Regions from separate parts of the Mus musculus genome. Here region 2 is linked to region 1. A link is a contact called in public Micro-C data. All regions are on one chromosome and are shown on one strand. Each heading gives the region's core, a stretch centred on a gene start, on an enhancer-like site or on the middle of the called end of the contact. The rest is flanking DNA. Distances are from core to core; before and after follow the strand shown.

Region 1 (7,008 bases), core at 3,355-5,854:
ATGTGTTGTTTTGTGCAAGCATAAGGAGGGGTAGTATTGTGGAATGCCCTCTTCATACTCCTTTCCATGTCTGACAGTGAACACTTTCTTTTTGATTATCTGCATGGTTGTCCATCAGAAATGTACAACTGATAAAACAGTAGTTTAGAGTTCTCAATACTGCCGTGTCATCCCATTTCATATGACTCTCTCTAGTAGTCAAAGTGGTTCTGTTTATCCACCACATCCCTGGCTCCATGGGCTGAGCAACTCTGTTTTGCCATCACACCTATGTTGGTGTTTCTGGGCATGTTCACATCTGGTGATACCTGCCTGGCCAGACTTTCTTCCCACCAATCTCGCTCATGTCAACCTCACATTTACAGAACCTTTACACACCAGGACTTTCACTTGCCTGAGTGTTCATCTAGTTTCCAGAATTTAGCCAAAGAGTTGGTCACTGATGTGTGTGTGTGTGTGTGTGTGTGTGTGTGTGTGTATGTGTGTTTGCCTTTTTGTGTGTTTGCCTTTTTGCGTTTTTTCAAGACAGGGTTTCTCTGTGTAGCCCTGGCTGCCCTGGAACTCACTCTTTAGACCAGGCTGGCCTTGGACTCAGAAATCTGCCTCTTTTGCCTCCCAAGTGCTGGGATTAAAGGTGTGTACCACCACTGCCTGGCTTGGTCACTGAATTTTTTGATCACCATTCAGATGAGCTAAATTAACAGGGGCAACTCCTCCAGTCCACTTGGAATGAACATTTTAGTAAACACACAGACTAAAGACATTAGAAAAAAGTCTAATATGCATTAATTCTATTTAGTTTCAGCCACAAAAGAGTTTTGTGTTACATTAAGCCTCTCAGGCCTTCATTTGGGGTCATTCAGCTTATGCTTGGCATGGAAGCTTGGCTATCCTGCAGTAGAACTTAATGAAACTGATTGAAAGCATTGGAAAACTGGCACCACGTTAAAGACATTGGGATGATTCATTCTGCAGAAAGGAAAACTTGGGGTAGGGAAAGTCTGTCTTGAGAGTAGTAAAAACTGAGGGAAGCCACTATGAATAGAAGAGAAGGAATCTCCGGTTGCCACTGGGTCTGTGCTGTTGATACATGATCCCTGGACCCCCTTAGCTGCTGCTTGAATGGGGCCTTGAAGTGAATGGGTATAGTCCTCTTTTGCCTGTAGAAACCTTAGGAAGCATTTTAGTATGTGATTGACATCCACTGTGGCCTACTGTGTACACACCTAATTCAAAATATTCTGTCATGCCACAGAGTTCTCTCCTACCCTTCCTAATCTGTCCTCCTCTCTTCAGGCAGCCATAGCTGGTAAGTCTGTGGGTGTGATGAAGAGAAAGAGGCCCCAAATACTGAAGTCCTCACCTTGGTCACAGCTGGTCACCACACTGGTCACAGCACAGCCACTGAAGCCAAGGTGTATTGGTCTTTACATAAGACCTCACAAGTGGCATCCCTCATACAGTTCTTTCACTATCAAGAGCCTCAGTGACGTAACTTGCCCATAGCATGATTGCTTTTAAGTCCTAAGTTTTATGGAAAATGGGATTAAGTTATGCATCTAACAGTAATCATCCTCATTAGTTTGGTGAGTGTTCATATAGGCCTGGAAAGAAAATGATTCATCTTTTCCCTTGAACAAACAGGCTTGTTTGATGTACCATTGCCGCCTTCACTCTGTTCCCTAACCTCTAGTTTTCTTAGGTGTAAGAGATAGTCTCCCTCCGTGGGAAAAAGCAGTTTCGAGATAGCATGCCTCCCTGCACTGAGGCATCGTGATGTTTAGATCTTAAGCTTATTCCCTAGCTGCATCCAGAGAGTTCGAGCTTTCGGTTCATGCTTTGAAGGCCCCCTCTTTTTTTTAGGTTTTTAAGACAAGGTTGTGACTTGTAGCGCAAGCTGGCCCAGAACATACATAGTCCAGGCTGGTGTCATATCCTCAGTACTCTTGCCTCAGCCTCCCAAGTGCTGGAGTTCTAGGCATACTGGTCCATGCTGTTGTCACACTTGGCTTCTAAAAGCCTTTGGGTGGGAGTTTTGAGGCATGGTCTCATGGAGCCCAAACTTACCTTGAACTCCTGATTCTTCTGTCTGTACCTTTCAAATGCTGGGGTTACAGGTGTATGGGCATATGCCATGGACACATGGTCAACTGCAGCTTGTAAAAACTTTTCAGTAGAGAGTATGTGAGCTTAAATTACCATAGTACATTGTTTTTCTGTGTAAATACATTTTTAAAAACCCCATAGAGGCTCAGTAGTTGGCCATCTTGGCTCCTCGTCTTTAGGTGGGTGTTGTAGCCTTTTTAGTTGAATGTTTACAAGCAGACACTTTTGATTTCTTTCTCATAAGGTGATGTTATGAGTCCAGGACTTTGGCTTGAGTCCAGTCTTAGTAACTCTATTCTTGCAGTCACTTTATCCTGGCAGTTTTATGGGTCTCCATTTTTTTACCCACCCCCCCCCCCCAACCATAACCAGGCCTCACTGGGGCTGGTAATTCTTGAAGCATTATGGTGGAAGGTGAGGCTTGTTTACATAGCTGTGTGGATCTCCTGATCACAGGCCTTGGGTGTCTGGAAGATACTTCATAAACCTCAAGAAGAATTATTGTTACAACCTGCCCAAATTGAGGCAGGTAAGCACTTAGAGATTCTTCAGTGTCTGGTGAATCACAGTAGCACCCACAGCTAGAATTATAATCTGCAATTTAAGGTTACAGGGTTTTTCCATTGTGTCTGAATAGAGGGCATGTTAACAGATGAAAAAATAGAATTCTCTTTGATGTTGGTTTCTTTAGCTATATAAGTTCTCTTGAGGCCTGTGAGTCAGACCCTAGGAATTTTCTTTCAATTCCTCCTTTGCCTTTCTGGGAGTAACATGACAATGGGGCTAGCTGGGTTCTGCTCTGTTTCACTCGAAGGTTGATTTCATTACATTTATACTGAAAGTGCATTAGAAAGGGACCAGAGACATAGCTCAGTTGGTAGAGTACTTACCTAACATGCAGGAAGCCCTAGGTTCAATTCCCAGCACTATGTAAACCAGGCATATGCCAGTAATCCCAGCACACAGGAGGTAGAGACAAGATGATCAGGAGTTCAAGGCCATTCTCATCTACATGGTGAGTTTAAGGCCAGCCTGGGATGCATGACCCTGTCTCCAAAGCCCAAAAGGATATTGAAAAGAGTGCTCTTTTCAGAAGTGCCAGCCTCTGGCAAGTAGTGTGAAGAATGCCTAGATTACTTTTTGATAAGCTGTGATTTTTTTTTTTTTTTGAACACTATACCTATAACTGTCATTGGTTCATTGTCCTACCTCACCCCAGGTCACTTATTCTAGGATTTTCCAGAATGGAATCTTTAATTTGCCTATAGACAGGTACATAGCGGCTCATAGCTGTAATCCCAGTACTTGAGAGATAGATTCAGAAGAATCAGAAGTTGAAGGGTAGCCTCAGCTATATCCTGAGTTCAGAGCTACCTGGGCTCCATGAGTTCTCAATGAAAAGTCAATAAATAAAACGGCTATTGCATCTCTCCCTCTCTAAGAACTGTCAGTAACTTCAACAGTTTCTCTATGATGATATTTGAGATCACATTACTGAAGGTAGAATTTACTTTAATTTGGGTGGAAGGTTGCTTTATTGTTTCAAATCTTATCCACCCATGACCCCCATAATTCTAAGATCTATAAGATCGTTGCTTTCATTAGCTTAGATTGAAATCACTCAGTCACTTCAGGCACCTCAATAAATATTTGACCTATAATTTTCACTGCTGCCCAAAAGCAAACAAGCCAATACTTAAACTGCCTTTTCTATCTTTTTTTTTTAAAGATTTACTTATTTATTATATGTAAGTACACTGTAGCTGTCTTCAGACACACCAGAAGAGGGCATCAGATCTCATTATGGATGGTTATGAGCCACCATGTGGTTGCTGGGATTTGAACTCAGGACCTTTGGAAGAGCAGTCAGTGCTCTTACCCACTGAGCCATATCTCCAGCCCCACTGAACCGCCTTTTCTAATAAACCTGTTTGAACCACTGTCTTCTTTTGTGTTGTCCAGGTATGATAACACCTGCAATCATATGGAATACCCTTGCAGGTTCCAGAGTGCGTCCGCTGCCTCCCAGGACATCATTCCTTATCGAGTGTTTGCCCCAGTGTGCCTTGAGGGTGCCTGCCAAGAGGCCCTGCTGTGGCTGATCCCTTCTTGCCTCTCAGCTGCACACTCTGTCCTGGGAACACACCCTTTCTCCCGGCTGGACATACTCATTGTCCCCACCAACTTTCCAAGTCTGGGAATGGCCAGGTATGCTGCTCATCATGGCATGTGGAACATGCTTAAAATGTCTAGGAACTAATAGAGGAATATTTTTCTCAAACTCTGTCAGGAGTTTCGTTTGCTTTGGGTAGAAGGGGTTCATTGTTCCCTCCTGGATATCTTACTGCTAGCTTCAGGGGATAGTTTTCATGATTGCTCAGTTGTTGTTAGCTTGGGTGATGAGAACTTACTGCTAATGAGTCCAAGGTCATACGTCAGACTCTAAGCACAGTAACAAAACCTGGTCCCAGGGCCACAGCTGTTCACCTAATCCTGACCAGCTGCCTCATCCATTCTCACCATTGGTCACAAGGCTACAACTTGAGAGCCCCATGTCAGAGCATGAATCTATCCACAGTGCTGGAAAAACAGCTAAAAGCAGATGGTTTACTGTGGGGGAAGGATATAACGACTTGTTCCTGTCTTTAATACAGTAAATGAATTATTTTTACTGTGCCTCCATCTGATTCTGACAAAAAGTAGAAACTTGCTAGTTGACCCTTTGCTCTGTTAATTACAGTCCCACTGTCTATTCACACAGTGATGGGAGAACAGCTCTGTCCCACAGAGAAAAGATGGCGCATGAACCTTGACTATGCTTCTGTTTGCAACTCCTAATCACTAACAGGGCTGTGCTTGACTAGGGTGGGAAAGCAAGCTCATCAGACATGTGGCTTTGAGTTTTTCCCTATTAGTCAAGGAAATTCTTGCTGCCAATTAATTTCCATGCTTTTGAACAGCTGTCATTTGTGGTGTCACCCCCCCCCCCAAAAAAAAAAAAACCCTGCACACATTTTTGGTAAAACCCTTGAGTAGAAAAGAACTGTCCAGAACATTTGCTTTTGATCTTTACTATACACACACACACACACACACACACACACACACACACAAACACTATACACACACATATACACCCCACACCACATTTTTAAAGGCTTGCTGTAATCCTTGAAGAGGTCTCAGAAAATTGTTTAGACTGATTTTTATCCTGTATTTATAAAGATAATGGGAATGTAAAAACTAGGATAATTATATATATGTGGTTGCATGCATTATATAATTGTCTTGATGTCTATATATAGTTTGTCTTAACAAGGAGACTTCTTTGGTTCCTTTGAAGAACTTATTGGTGAAGAAAGGGTTGTTCATTAAATGCATCTCATTTGTATACAGTTTTGAGGGGTTATATTTGTTTGGGAGGTTTTAGCACTTTATGAGCATTGTTTTTCAGGACATATTTGCTAACAACTATATGTTCTAGCCTGGGGGAACCAAAAGCAAAGTATTTTTCATGCATAGAACTTCTTGATAGCTCCTTCTTGAGACACAGTCTGCCAGAAGTAGAATGTGCTAACCTGCAGACTATTCTGTAAGCTTTTCCTTCCAAGTCTGCATGCCCAAGCAGGCAGATGGTAAAATTTTTGTTTTTTGAGATATTTAACATGATTTAATTATTCTTAGTGCTATATTTTTAAAATAATATACCTAAGTACCTGAAAGACAAATGGTGCTGTGTACTAAATGTCAAAACTGGGGTGTTAGCAACAACTTAGCCACCATGAGAGTGCTGTTAGGCTTCAGAACTGGAGAACTGTACAGAATTCTCAAATAGATCCTCCATCCCCACCCTACCTTTCCTTATTAGTCAGGAAATAGTCTGTTCTGGTTAAGTTATCTCCCGTATTTTGCTACTGTTCTTTGCAGTTGAACTGTGGAAGGGTGATTATGGTGTTGTGTACTCCTAGTTGGGGTGTAGATTTGGGGTAGACTTTTGTTTTATCAAACTCTGATTTAAATTGATTCTACTTGCTGGACTTGACCCTATAGATTTCTACCCTCTGAGCCACATATATAGCTGAGCACCTCAATGACTCAACCAGCTCCTGGAGCCTCACCTCTTTATCCCGTGCTCAAGGCTCTGCTGGAGCAAAGATGGTAGGCATAGAGGTCAACTCTGTGCCCCAAACAGGGATAGGGAGACTCTCAAATCTGAGATACCATCATGAGAAACCAAAATTCATCATGTCCTGATCATTATAGTGTGCTGGAGAATCAAAGGACTTCTTGGTAAATTAACTGGCTCTTTCCTGAGTCCCTGTTTTATAAACATGTAGCAGGATCATAAATTCCATAGCTCTGGGCTTCTTTAGCAATTACGTTTTAATTATAATGAGTACCATTTTAGTATTCCACTTTGGCAAATGGCATTCAGCATCTCCATGTGAACAAAAACAGGAAAATCATTAACTGTGTTAAAGGATTTTTAAAAATGTTTGGACAATACACAATGTTTTAAACATTATTTATCATAGCTTGAATAAGAATCCTTAAAACTCTCTTTTTTGGTCCTGTTTTTGAGCCAAATAGGTGACTCCAGTGAACTGAGGAAAACACATTTTTACAACTTGCAAGCTACATACTCTTGTCCCAGCCCTTTCCTTACTCACTGTTCCAAAGGAAAGGCACTTTCACTCTTGTCTGACTACCAGCTTGCATTTGGTCTTCCATGGCCCGCTCCATCTCATCTTTTACTCATTTGAGATATGTGGACTTTCTGGGTTTGTTTCATTTCATTTCTGCCTCTGTGAACATGGCATCTGCATGTTTTGGAGTAATAGGATGCAGTCATAAAGTTATGAATACATTTTAAATAAGTTTCTCATGTACAGAAAGTTCTCC
Region 2 (7,351 bases), core at 3,343-5,842, 86 kb after region 1:
AACCTGGGCTGCTTGAAAGATCAGTCAAGCAAGCCTGTAAGCAACATTTTTTCTATAGTCTCTGCTTCAGTTCCCACGTTCAGGTTCCTGCCTCCTGACATAGAAGTATGAGATAAATGAAATAAAACCCCTTCTTAGCAAGTCAGTTTTGACCAGTGTGTTATCACAGCAAGGAGAAGCTAACTGGGATAAACTGACTGCTACCACCCCAGCCACCATGCCTGACTGGCTTACTCTGTTTAACATACAGTGTGTTCTTCCCTCCAATGTCTGCTTCCCAGTTTGCCTCTGCTACTTCTAAAGTCTCCTGCTGCTTCTTGCAGCTTAGGAGACTTGCCCCTGCTCTCGGTTCTTGTTGCCTGCCTACCATCTCCTCCCCTTTCTCCTCCTCCATATCCTTGGTTTTCGGTTTTGTTTTTCTGTTTAATTTTGTGTTATCTACTTCCTCCCTCCTTCATTTCCTTATCCCTGGTCCTCCATTTACCCTCATTTTGCTATCTTGACTTCTTTAGCACATTTAGTTTATGATTGTTCCACTCTGCCCCACCCCCACAAATATCCATCTGTAGTTAAAATAGGTGTGTGGCCCTTCCAGGGCCTTTGGAGCCATGTACCAGAAGCTGGCCTCACCTGTTTCTCTAAGGAGAACACAGGGCATAGTTGTAGAGTAGTATCTCTCCCTCTCTTCTTCCCTTCTTCCCGGGAAGACACTAAAGCATTGCTGATCCAAAGGCCTGTTTTATCGGGCCAGTTCTGGCTGTGATGTAGTCACAGGGGACAAAGATCCTAAGGCACGGATGGTGTTTTTATTTCCATGACTCTGCTGATAAAACACTGAGAAACCTGAGGTCATCATACCAGGGGCTTGAGCTGCACAGAAAAGCCAGGAGCCTAGCAGCTACAGCTAAGCCCAGGGAGTCTGGCAGAGTAGACCAGAATGAGCTTCAGTCAGTACTGGGTTGGGCTGCATCGCCTGCTCACTGAGAGCTAGTGACCTTGCTTGCCAACCTGGAGAGCAGAACTCTGTGCACTTTACCTTCAACATCTGTAAATTGAGGCAATAACCACCTTTTCTACGGTTAGGGTAGAGCGAGTGTAGGAGGAGCTCAGTGTGAGGTGTGTCCTTAGTGTGCCAGCAGGGTGTGTCCTTAGGAAAGGGGAGCAGGAAGCCATGCTGGGCTGAGGAAACTGCTGCTCAAGTAGCGCTTGGTTTGATCACCACATGAAAACGCAGCAGGAGAGCCATGTGAGTAACCCCAGTGCTCAGGGGGCAGAGGCAGGAGGATCCCTGGAGCCTAGAGAACCAGTTAGTGAGTCTCAGGTAATGAAAGAGACTGTCTCCAAGTATGAGGTGGACAGCTCCTAAGGAACACCCAGCGTTTCTCTCTGACTTCCACACATGCACACTGTATTGATAAACGGTAAAGCTTGGAGCTCGGGGGCAGTCCTCAGTTCCTCTGCCATTGTCATAGTGGCCATTTGAGCCAATATGCATCCAGATAAATGAATAATTAAATGTACTGGGCTGGTGAGTTACAGCAGGTAAAGTCACTTGCTGGAAGGAGAGGACCTGACTCTGTAAGCTGATACATTGTCTTCTGACCTTCACACTTGTACCATCACACACACACACACACACACACACACACACACACAGAGAGGAGGGTGGGGCAGCAACTAGCAATAACAATAGCCTTTTCTGCTAAACCTATGTTTCCTGAAACACTCGTTGGATGTAACAATTTTCTCTCAAGCTGTTGAGAACTATGTTAAGGGTAGTTTCACAGGCTAGAAGGAGACCCTGGACACATGACACATATGTAGGAGGTGTGCAGTTCAGTCTCCATGTGATCCCCCCAACAACTGGAGCAGGGGCTCTCCCTAAAGCTGTAGCCTTACTGTGGTATCCCTTCCCCAACAGGGCTGCCTTGTCTGGCCTCAATGAGACAAAATCTGCCTAATCTAGCAGAGACTTGATGTTGGGAGGGGGAGCTCAGGGGACCCCACTCTCTCAGAGAAGAAGGGGATGGGATATGGGGGAAGGATTCTGAGAGAGGGGTTTGGAGGGGGCAGCATTTGGGATGTATATCAATCAATAAATAAATATTAAAAAAAGAAAAGGAAAAAAAAAACCTGATCATCTCCCCCACACACTTTTAAGACTCATCTGCTACAGTGCATCACAGATGAGGAAGATGGAAAGTGGCCGTTCCCTGTTGAGTAGTCACAGAGGTAGAGGGGGTAAGAATGGCCAGCATTTCTAGGCCATCCTTTGTGGCCTTTGAGGTGACAGATACATTCCTTACATTAGACCACAGTCAACAAAGAGGGACTGAAGGGTCTGACTCCAGGGACAGGAACTGATGGTAAGTGCACTTATGGGCATTGCTGGGCAGGCAACTTATGGAGGAAGAAGGAAGCAGGTGCGAATTGGGGGGGGGGGGGACGGGACACAGGACTTCCTCTTGAGATTACTCCAACCCAGCCCCCTATGCCCATTTACTGCAGTTGTCCAAACCATGTCAGCTATTAAACCACACCAGAGAAGGTTGCTTTTATGTGATTGACTCTAAGGTCTTTGGAATCATCCAGGTGGATACTAGCGAAAGGAGGGCTCCTTTCTCCTTCCAAGTTCTCTCTTTCTCTAAGCATATTGATGGTGGACGCCATTTGTTGTTGAAATTTAGAAAAATATTAAGTTCACAAGAAATTCAAGCTTGGTAAATATGTCTCCATGACACCTCTGCAAAAGTGTACTTGACCACTCCTCATCCCATCTCCCTCACCTCCAATCCTCACAACTCCCTCCCCACCTTCCACCCAAGACCCAGGATCTGCTGCTCCTGGAAACTCCCAATCTCTCTTTCTGTCCACTCAGCCTGTGGTGACCTGGTGCTGAGGCTTTTGGGCTCAGCTGCTAAATCAATCTCTCTCTCTCTCTCTCTCTCTCTCTCTCTCTCTCTCTCTCTCTCTCTCTCTCTCTCTCCCTCTCTCTCCCTCTCTCTTTCCCTCCCTCTCCCCCTCTCCCCCCCTCTCCCCCTCTCCCCCTCTCTCCCCCTCTCCCCCTCTCCAGCAGGATGGGGCCATGCTGGTCAGGCCTCCCTGGAAAAAAAGCAGAAATAAATCAAACACTAGCTCCTACTTAAGATCTGATGAAATTCTCCATTTCCTTTCCAAATTGAATTCCTCCCTCAGGAAGGGAGCAGCTTCTGGGAGTCACAAAGGCCTCCTTCCTTCTCTGCTGGAGGCATGTTTTAAATTAATGGACACAACACTCTAATCTGGCTGGGTGGGTCGCATTAAGGAGCAGTAGAGGGACAGTTTTCAGGCTGGGCGTGATACAAGCTTCAGGCATCTAGTACACTTGTCCTCTGCAGAGGAGTGGCCAGCCTCCACCATGCTGGGAAAGTGAGGAGCATAGATCTGCTGAGGCTCTCAGCAGCCCAGGCCTGCCTATTTCACACACACACACACACACACACACACACACACACACACACACACACACACACCTATAGCACAGAGCATGTGGCAGAGAATTCAAGAGAGGGGCTGTTACTTTGAGATTTAAAATGGCAATCCTGCATAACTCTCATCTGGAAAAACAATACATTCAATGACTTATGGTTTAAGAAAGCAAAACAATAACAACAAAATCTTTGCTCTTAGTGTGAAGATGTTAGCAATGTGATTATCTTCCTTGAGGTAGGTGATCCCTCTTCCAGGGCATAAGAATTCCAGGGGTTTTGACAGAAGGGAAGCCTGAGCCGATTGCTTGGGTCTGAGAATACAGGATTGGACTGTGCACCTGTGAGTGGGCCTTGCATACCAAACCAAGGTCATGGTAGCCTAGACATTCTAAAAGCTCTCTGTTGTGGGGTGCTGTCTATGCTAAGGGACCTACTAGCAAAGGGACATTGACTGTTGATCCTCAAAGTGGACTGAGGTGTGTTGTTTTCTTTACTAGCTACTGAGGAAAACGATGCTTTAAAACGTCTATGTACCTTGAGTAAGTGATTCTGACATTCAGAGTCAGAAAGAGGGAAGGAAAGTTGTCGTTATCCCTTATGTCCCAAGTTTGCTTAACACCCTTGAGGGTAGTCACTGAAAGCTTGAAAGCAGGGTCGGTCCCACATGGACATTGGCTACCGGGAGAGCTCTGAGTGATAACAGAGTTATTGTATCATGTGTGACAACCTATCTTCACACTTCCTTCTTCCCCACAGAACAGTAGGAAATTGGTTACTGTTGACTGGGAAGAAAGGGCTGAGGGTAGGAAATGGGAACTTTAGACAGATCTCTATAGATCTGTCCTTAGTACATCCCAGAGGCACCCCCAGTTCAGGAAGGTGAGGAGAGAAGTCTGGTGGAGATGACTGTTCATGGGAAACAAACTGGAAGATGGAAAATGAAGCTCACTCCCCACCAGCCACTCATGTGAATTCTTCCATCTCTTCTGGAATAGTCATTCACATGGGCCCCCATTGGAACAAAGCAGTGGACCCCAGTCAGGGGCAGTCCCTCTACAAGTCCACACATCCCCTTTTGAACCTTCCTGGCTTGAGACAGAGTCAGCTGTCTGATCTCTGCCCACATGGCCATGGCTGTCACAGTGGCCACTGGACCCTTTCCAGAGATGAGCCTGCTCATACAGTCTGAAGTTACTCTGTTTTGTTTTAGCTAACGGGTGCACTGCTGCCAGCAGTATGTCTGGAATGTTATTTACTTGTGCATTTCTGTGGCTTTTCGTGTAGCATCACACTTGGTGGAGCCAGGGGTCATTCATTTGAGAATGCCAGGCTGTGCCACTTTTGTCTTTCTTGGTAAGGTAAAGGGGAGGCTGGCTCCTGTGCTGGGAGGTTCCCTCCCTCCCTGCCTGCCTTCTTACATTTTTGTCTGAGCTGGTAATCTGTTTGACTCTTGGTGCCTGTTGTACCGCACCCCTTTTTCCTCAGTGCCTCAACTCTGCTTTTAATATGTGGGGTTTCTGTGGGCTTTCCGGAAAGCCTGGCAGATGCTTTTTCATTTGCGTGCCTGCCCTGTTATTACTTCACATGAAAGCTGTCTATTTTGGCAGTCCTGACTCCTGCGATTGCAATTTAGCTCTCTGAGCTGAATGGGTGATATTGTGCAAGGGAAATATAGGTGGGGGTTTTCTCTAATGGGGGCTGTGGGGGCGGACCAAAAATCTGCATGCTGCTGTCTTGGCTTGTGCAGAGCTGACATGATGGCAAACAAATAGGTTTTGAAAGAAGGAGCTCAATCCTTAGTTTGGGAGTTCTCACAACTCGCTTGCTTTAATTGATAGATTTGTTTTTAAAGAACAAATTCTTCATTAGGAAGGACATAAACAAGTTCTAGATAAATGCTAAAGGCTGAAGGTGGAAGCAAAGCGAAGATCCTGTCTGTCTGTCTGTCCTTTCTGACAGCCGCTTCCTCCCACATCATCTCTGCAGTTTTAATCATGGTATTTGGAGTCACAGAAGAAACTATGGAAACTGAGATTAGATGAGTTGGTATCTGGTGCCAACCCTTAGGCCATTTGCACCCCTGGGACGGATAGTGTCCACCTTTCACTCTCGGGGTCCCTGGTCACATGCGTCTGTAAGGGCTTGCAGCTTACATGGAGAGTTTTTGTTTACAGGCACAGGGCTCTTCTCCGGGCTACCCCAGAGTCTCCCCTTTGAGTGTTAACTCCACAGTCAGCTCTAGTGTGAAATGGAAGATTTGGGGTTCTATTCTTTTCAGCTTTTCCTGGCCTTCCAAGTGAATTCCTGATTTGCCTGTGAGCTACTAGAATTTTTGGCTGAACAACTTCTTTGATCATTCTCGTGACAGCATGGACTTTGCATTCTCACACCTGTTCTTCTTTTACAGTCCAGATTTCATAGTAAACGTTTCCATTGCCTTGTAATTTTTTCAGTATAAAACTTAGTACAGGTTACTTATTACAGGTAATAGCAGCTTGATGACGAAGACAACTGCTGGCAGAAACAGCAACCTGAGCAGCTGCCAGAAACGTAAACTGCCACTTGGTTTAGGTTTAAAAGCATCGCAGCCGCATCTATCCATCATGATCCGGCATGCACACAGTAATAACAGACTCTGTGGGCTAAGAAAGCCGCCCCACTGAGTAGCCACAGGGACAGGTGCTAACAAGACTCCACGTGTTTTCTCTCCCATTATATGCAGCCCACACATCATCTTCCTCTCTCAGAGCACCTTAACAGGCACGAGCCATCTCTGTGGGACCCGTCTTTGCCATGAAATTGCTCACTCCTGGTTTGGCCTAGCCATTGGGGCCCGAGACTGGACAGAGGAGTGGCTCAGTGAAGGATTTGCCACGCATTTGGAAGATATATTTTGGGCTGAGGCACAGCAGGTGGGTTCAAAGAATTTCCTTACTCAGAATCAAGTTCTGTTCTCTTTCTTTCTTTCTTTCTTTCATTCATTCATTCATTCATTCATTCATTCTTCATTCACTGATTATATGCTGTGTGTACTAAGCACTATGTTTGCTGAATAAATCACTGTAAAAAGTGTTATTAGACGCGTTCTCACGCCCGGCCAGGAAGAACACCACAGACCAGAATCTTCTGCGGCAAAGCTTTATTGCTTACATCTTCAGGAGCAGGAGTGCAAGAAGCAAGAGCGAGCGAGCAAACGAAACCCCGTCCCTATTAAGGAGAATTCTCCTTCGCCTAGGACGTGTCACTCCCTGATTGGCTGCAGCCCATCGGCCGAGTTGACGTCACGGGGAAGGCAGAGCACATGGAGTAGAGAACCACCCTCGGCATATGCGCAGATTATTTGTTTACCACTTAGAACACAGCTGTCAGCGCCATCTTGTAACGGCGAATGTGGGCGCGGCTCCCAACATCTCCCCCTTTCCTTTTAATAAGAGCAAATAGGCCACCCATATTAATGAGAGTGGAGATAGAGGTCAAATCCCCAGTGTGTAGGTAAAGGAGCCATGTACAGGATTAGCTCTTAGGCTCACAGGCTTTTACCCAGAGCAACCCTGACCTGCTCCCGTGTCGTTTTGCCTGGGGGAAGGGAACTAGGACACTGAACCTTCATGAAAGATGACATGTCTCCCTAGAATAGGCTCATATATGCCGCAGAGCCTTTCCATTGCAGTGCTTAGCCGTGCAACTCTCTCGGGCTGCTGAAGCACACTCACTCTATCCCGTGCAATGAGTCTAGCCTCGTGAGATGTAAGAGCTGAGTGGCCAGCGACCTATTGCCTAAGCATAGATAACCATATATCAGGGGGAGCTCCATGTTCTAGTCCTGCAAGCGCCTGGGCAATAACCACCTTGTCTCTCCTAGTTTAGGCCTTAAGCTTACA

The links. A called contact is a pair of places that touch in the nucleus more often than the background predicts.
Region 2: a contact with region 1 is called in a Micro-C map of muscle stem cells, with 4 times the contacts expected there. The contact joins two enhancer-like sites. A contact is called at or near these places in 1 of 39 promoter capture datasets (hippocampal neurons), 4 of 484 Hi-C or Micro-C datasets (epidermal suprabasal cells, muscle stem cells, nephron progenitors and 1 more), 3 of 115 datasets of contacts at active chromatin or transcription factors (embryonic fibroblasts, embryonic stem cells and heart atrium) and 2 of 9 other capture datasets (adipose tissue and pancreatic islet).

The regions. Positions count from the first base shown.
Region 1 is chr13:63,063,972-63,070,979 of GRCm38.p6, forward strand. Aopep (aminopeptidase O) reads left to right here. Exons shown (of 16, transcript NM_001289926.1): 5 at 4,069-4,314. Among named protein-coding and RNA genes, the nearest start is that of Gm46422, 27 kb to the right of the region's middle. Within about 2 kb of position 4,605, at least 14 of the 459 cell types and tissues checked have an H3K27ac peak or open chromatin away from gene starts, as enhancers often do. A contact at or near this core is called in muscle stem cells, where this site is marked.
Region 2 is chr13:63,150,354-63,157,704 of GRCm38.p6, forward strand. Aopep (aminopeptidase O) reads left to right here. Exons shown (of 16, transcript NM_001289926.1): 6 at 6,193-6,382. Among named protein-coding and RNA genes, the nearest start is that of Gm30409, 22 kb to the left of the region's middle. Within about 2 kb of position 4,593, at least 117 of the 459 cell types and tissues checked have an H3K27ac peak or open chromatin away from gene starts, as enhancers often do. A contact at or near this core is called in muscle stem cells, where this site is marked.